Linked DNA regions of Mus musculus: region 2 is linked to region 1. Evidence: chromatin contacts called from public Hi-C data. All regions are on one chromosome and are shown on one strand. Each heading gives the region's core, a stretch centred on a gene start, on an enhancer-like site or on the middle of the called end of the contact. The rest is flanking DNA. Distances are from core to core; before and after follow the strand shown.

Region 1 (2,993 bases), core at 346-2,845:
GTTTTCCCCCCGAAGGAATAGATTAAACATCCCTAGATACAGTTTTATTAATATCAAAGAATAATTCTAATAAAGAAGAATGAAGTGGTTTAGTAAATAATGATAGCAAATTATCATTTATGGAACAAAAGTCCTCAAAAGGAACTTTATTGAGATATTTACCTTTTCCTTTGGTTGGTTGAGTGACAGATATTTATTGATTATAGTTCTCCCTTTTTAAAAGAGTTTAAATCCACATTGCAAAAATTCCTTTTTATACTTAAGCACATTTGAACTACCACCAAAAGCCTTATTAACTTCTAGCAAGATATAAAGGTAGAGCATTCGTCTCAAAGTATGTGTAAGCATGACAATCAGTTGCTAAATGGAGATGCTTCAAGAGAACTGAATTGATTTGTTCAATCTAACTCCATAATGAATATGAATATTCTTTGATGCATCTCAGCAGAATGTACTCATAAATAATATCACAAGGTATTTCTGAAGGACCAATCAGGAGAGCCTGCTAGGAAGGACCAAGCTAAAGGATGCCTCCAGGATTTGTCTGACACATTACTGGCATATTGACCTGAAGCAAATTCAGAGTGAGATGATGAGACCTGCTCTTTGGAAAACTATTCAAAACTCTCGCTGAAGAACACCACCTGCAATGTTGCAGGAGGAAGAGAGCAACGTGAGCTTGAGATCTGAGGCTCACTGCAAGTCCTGTTTATACAAGGATGCTTTGCAAGGTGAGGATACTGCTCACACAGACTAAAGAGACTGACACTCCAGGGTTTTACTCTTGGTAATGAGGACAATAGGACAGGAAGTTCATCATTTAATAGTATTGGAAAACAGGAGGCAGAATGAGAGAGGAAACCATTGATACCATGGATGAAACAAATGAAGCACATTTCAAGCAAGTCTTACACATGGTGCTCACTAGAAACAGGGATTCTGAGCTGTGTTAACTCAGAAATGCTATTATCCTGACTTCTAGGATCACCAAGTATATTTATGCAATGAGCAAGTTTGTGAGGCACCTTTTCCATCTGCCTATTATTAGACAGGAAAGAGGCAATGGGTTCCAGATAATATTTGAAGGAACTCCTTCTAAATAAGCTAACAGAATATGATTGTGGCAAACACGGGGTTAAATATATTTTTCACTTGACAGAACCCCATGGGAAATATATACAAGATTCAGTTTCCCCTCTATCTCTATGCTCATGGGCCAGAACAGTTAAGGTTGGCAGATCTGAACCAAGCATCCCTCTGAGGGAAGACCAAGGCGGGCGCAGAAATACTTTTCCTCTTCCTCTTCCTCTTCCTCTTCCCTCCCCCCACCTCTCTCTCTCCTTCTTTCTCTCCCCCCCTTCTCTCCACATTTTAATAGAGCTATACGGCTATAATTTGTTTTAGTTACTAGTATTTTAAAAGGAGAGAAAATATGTAAGCCTATAAATATTGTCACTTCTACAGAGAGTTTGCCACCAACTTGTCACTGCCCTAACACTTTCTGGATTCTGTCCAATCAAAACTGCTGTCCTCTCAAACTTGCATGTGACCTTGCTTGGCTGAGGAAGCAGAAGAAACGCAAAACACACACTGAAATGCCCCTCGCACTGTATTGGCTTGGGAACTTCTTCACACAGCTCAAAGTAACAAAACTTAATACACCTTTCCAACACTAATCTTACAGGTATAAAATAAAATGACTTTTAAATCATGGGAACACTTTAACACTTTTAAATTTAAAACAGTTAACAAAATGATGAAACATGAGATCAGCTATTTCTGGAATTTACTCCTCTAAAAGGAGAAGCAAATTAGAGCAACTAATACTGTGAATGTTTTGCCAGGCTAAGAATAATCTTAAGGGTTTCTCCTCTGAAAGCCCCAAATGTAATGAGAACTCGGAAAGATGTTGCCAGCAACGCTGAACATAGCCTGTCAACACACTCCCTCTCACGCAGAGCTCAATGGGGTCTCTGCCATACTGACACTTTTCACGTACTTTTGGAACAGCTGAAGACATGTTTTCTGAACAGAAAGGGTAAGTCAGTATGTCCAAGGGGAAGCTGAGGATTTCCTCGTTGACTGTAGTATGATATTTTTCCATGTTTCACTATGCTAAGTTGTTTTTTTTTGGGGGGGGAGGGGAGAGGATGTGCTTTTAATTGGAAAAGAAACTAAATATACGGTACCTGTTTAGCGTGGGGATGTTCCCTCTGTAATTAAACAACCACAGTTAGTTACTGATAGGTTAGTGAAAGCCATAATAAAAGAATTGTCAGAGTAGATACAGACCAGTCACCAGGAGCTCCAGTTTTGCAGCTCTGGCACCAGCAGACATAATTAAGTGCTCATTACCCTTCAACCCCCAGGGTACCTCCAAAGAGGCTTCTTCCTGACCTACCTCACCACAGCGGCTGTTGAGGAAAGGGTCCAGATGTATCACCAGGGATTTTTTAAACGTAAGTCTCATTACAAAATAATAATAATAATAATAATAATAATAATAATAATGTGGAGTAGGGGTAAAACACAGACTGGTTAAAAAGTCAAGCTTTAGTATATGGCACATTATCTTTAATCTGAAACATGAAATATGACCCCTGACACAAAATGTCTACAGTATTCCTTGCTCCTATTACAAATCAGAAGTTGGTTCCATAGCTCCTCCTGCCTTATTGTTTTTCTGGAATATGTAATAAAAATAAGGAAATGAATCCAGTGATACAGGTACCCTGAAATTTAGCCCCACTTTTCCTCTCTGAAAGGCAGCACATATCCTAGGGCACAAGAGCTTAAGGGCCCTGAAAATCCTAAGGAATCTACATTATACTAGTAGTTTGGTATAACCTTGTTACAGTTGATATTCTTTAATTAAATGGTGTAAGATAATGTTTTAATTATTATTAGCTTGAAAACTCTAGGCCTTTCACTAATAAAATGGTACCTAACTTTGACTAGTTTTAGAATTTCCTCATAAAGAAGGTGTCAAACTC
Region 2 (2,993 bases), core at 271-2,770, 430 kb before region 1:
CCACAAGAGAAAATGTAATAAACAAATCTGATTTCCTCAGTGACCCCCCCTTTTTCTGTCTCCCCCCCCCCCTTTTAGGCACACAGAATCACAGAACTACCACCTGGGTAGAAAGGGTATGCAGGCTCCCATAGGTGCATCCTGATTGCCTATGTCCATGGTGCTGAATATCCGAGATTGGGGAGAGCCTCCTCTGGCATGCCCCTGTTTCTTTGATTGAAGCGTGTGATTGTGACCCGAGTTGGTCCACGTGGCTGCTTTTTATAGGAATGGATCGGTACAGTTAGACAAGAGGGGTGAGGAGGCAGGAGAGACCAGGACCAGGCTGAGGGAGTTGGAACAGGAGACCTGAGTGTCAGGCCAGTCTCATGTGCAGAGAGAGGATAAGGATATCTGCCTTGCAGGATGGTGGTGAGACCGTGAGATAGTAGATATGAAGGTCTGTGGCTGGCACTCGGGGGCAGGGGCTGATAATGTTGCTCCCCTTTGTCCAGTTCACAGATGGCGTAGCCAGACTCAACCGTAGCAGGAATTGAGCACTACTCCCGACTTCAGGGACACACAAAGGATGCACACACAGCTCTTGCCTCAGGGAAGCCTGCTTTGTGGAGTTTCCAGAGGCCCCACACTCCTGTTTAGGAATTGTTTGTTTGTTTGGTGTTTTTTTTTGTTTTGTTTTTTGTTTTTTTTTTTACCTGCTGCCTGCTCCCATCTTCTGGAGAAACCACAACAATACCTTTAACCAGGGCCCTGAACTTATAAAAGAGTCCCAGGCCCTGGGGCTGGTAGTGTTGGGCCTGATGGGAAAAACCCAGTTTCTGACCAAGATGAAGGATGTCTGCCTTCTCTGACTGGGGAAGCAGAGCCCCTGCCTTGGAGGAAACCCCAGTCTGGCAAAGGAGATGTAGGGGAACACTAGTGTGTTCTCGGGCAGCACTAGATAATGGAGAAGGGTTTGCATAATCAAATCCCAGCTGGATGGAGGACAGAAGGTTCTCTGTGAAAATTTCTGTCTGTAGAAAGTAGCTTGGTGTCATGAAGAAGACTTCTCTAATGGGAAGACCAGAATGCCCCCAGGGAACCCACACATTGCAGGGGGTGACAGATCCTTTGTCATCGAGAAAGCCTGTATGAGCAGAGGATACCTCTTCTGGTCTTTTTTGTCATAAGGAGACAGGGTGACTTTCTGGGGACACCTGCTACCTCTGCAGGAAGGCAGGGCAGGCAAAGGTACAAGAAATGCAGAAACCCTGAAAGAGGTCCTGAGGCTCTGTCTTCTTAGTTTAGCCATGAAGGCATCAGCTGAAGTCCATCGGAGCAGAATCCAGGGACGCTGGGTGTGCCAGGCTGGGCAAGTCAGGACTGTCCAGCGACTTTTCCCCAAGAGCCTGGAAAACTCCACTTCAGTACCATGGCCAACGGACGCTCGCTCGGACAGCCACTCCCTCTCTCTGTGTTTGGTCCTTCAGGCAGCCTGAATTTGCAGGGCAGATGGGGCGGTCGCCAGAGCTCGGTTGCGCATCTCTCTGCGAGTGTCTGTCTCCCCCATGCGTCCGCAGCTCCTCACCAGAGGCGAAGGGACTGAGTAGCCTCGGCTCCCTTGAGTGGCTGGGTACCCACGGTTTCCCTCCGAGGGGGATTTCTGCTCTCACTGCCTCCTCTGGTTCAGGGTCAGGAAGCTGATCAGAGCTTCCTCTTGGGTGGGGTCAGAGGGAAAAGGACAGGTCTCTGAAAGGTGTGCATGATGAGTATATGGCAGGGATTGGGCCATCTTACTATTTATGTCTTTGGAAGACACTCAAGGCCAAGCAGGAAAGGGACACCCTTTGTGCTCCAGCTGTCCCGCTCACGTCCTGGACTAGCCAGGGCTGGGTCTGAACACCCTGTACCTGCAGTGGCTCTCAGGCACCCATCCTACCCCAGCTTAAACTCGGGCGATCAGGGGCCAGGTGATATAGCCTACTCTCCTTCATCTTCAACCGCTTAGTCTGGAGCCTTAACATCTCCCACAAAAGACCTGCTCAGGGCCCCTGATGCTTTGCACCGGGGCCCTAACAGAATTAGCTGAGTTCTGGTGCTGCTTCTCACATCCCAGCCTCCCCAAAGAAAGGGAAAGAAATGAAGGATCTGGACACAGAGCCATACCCCACCCCCACCTCCATCCTCATAAAAGATAAATATGAAATCAGCAAAAAAAAGGGGGGGGGAGGGAGGCCAAATACAAAGTAGTAAAATCATCCAATTAATAATTATTCTGATGGACTCATCAGAATTCACAGCTGGGCCAAGAAAAAGGTGGCCGGAAGGGGTCACGTAGGACAGACACGGGGGTCTCCTCCTTGTCACTCACCCTCAGGTGAGAGGGAAAACACCTCCTGCCAACTTCTCGTTTTCTTGCTCCATTCTTTTTTTTTTTTTTTTTTTTTTTTATGGGGCATCCTGAGTGTAAAAAATATGACTTGTCTTTATGGTGCTCCAACAGGAATGAAGCTATAAAATTATGAACAGTTTTTATGATGGCTATTCGGGGGATGCTTTTATATTGATGGTATACAGCCCGAATCTGTCTTTTTTTTTTTTTTTTTTTTTTTGCATTCTGCCCCCTTCTCTGGGTGGGGAGGGGGGGTAAGTCTGTGTAACTATTTTTCATGCATTTAATATATTAATTATCCGGTAAATACTCCCCAGGCTGTGCTCGGGACATTGGAGACTGACAGGTTCTCAGTGAGCCTCCGAAGGCAGCGCATCAGCCTGCAGTGTATTATGTTGGCGAGGTCAGGGTGGGGTTAATGTAACTTTTTATTTGCTGATTTTTCATAGGCGGGAGCAAAGCTGGGATGGAGAGGAGGGCGGGGGAGGAAGGGATGGAGGGAGGGGGGAAGCAGAAGGTGCCACAGGAGCAGAGATAATGGCGAGGCAGAGCTCTCCACCCCCAGTTCACCTCTGTCAGTGCTGGGAGGTTTGATTAGGTAAGAAAGGAACAGCGTGGTCTT

The links. Hi-C and Micro-C count contacts between places; a contact is called where the count stands out from the background.
Region 2: a Hi-C map of the N1E-115 cell line shows a contact between it and region 1, with 2.9 times the contacts expected there. The contact joins two enhancer-like sites. A contact is called at or near these places in 1 of 39 promoter capture datasets (hippocampal neurons), 4 of 484 Hi-C or Micro-C datasets (the N1E-115 cell line, cerebral cortex, lens fibers and 1 more), 3 of 115 datasets of contacts at active chromatin or transcription factors (differentiating embryonic stem cells, embryonic basal ganglia and embryonic hindbrain) and 2 of 9 other capture datasets (adipose tissue and embryonic stem cells).

The regions. Positions count from the first base shown.
Region 1 is chr11:84,289,508-84,292,500 of GRCm38.p6, reverse strand. Acaca (acetyl-Coenzyme A carboxylase alpha) reads right to left here. Exons shown (of 54, transcript NM_133360.2): 28 at 2,190-2,213. Among named protein-coding and RNA genes, the nearest start is that of Acaca, 96 kb to the right of the region's middle. Within about 2 kb of position 1,595, at least 13 of the 459 cell types and tissues checked have an H3K27ac peak or open chromatin away from gene starts, as enhancers often do. A contact at or near this core is called in the N1E-115 cell line, where this site is marked.
Region 2 is chr11:84,722,773-84,725,765 of GRCm38.p6, reverse strand. No RefSeq gene overlaps it. Among named protein-coding and RNA genes, the nearest start is that of 1700109G15Rik, 3.8 kb to the right of the region's middle. Within about 2 kb of position 1,520, at least 34 of the 459 cell types and tissues checked have an H3K27ac peak or open chromatin away from gene starts, as enhancers often do. A contact at or near this core is called in the N1E-115 cell line, where this site is marked.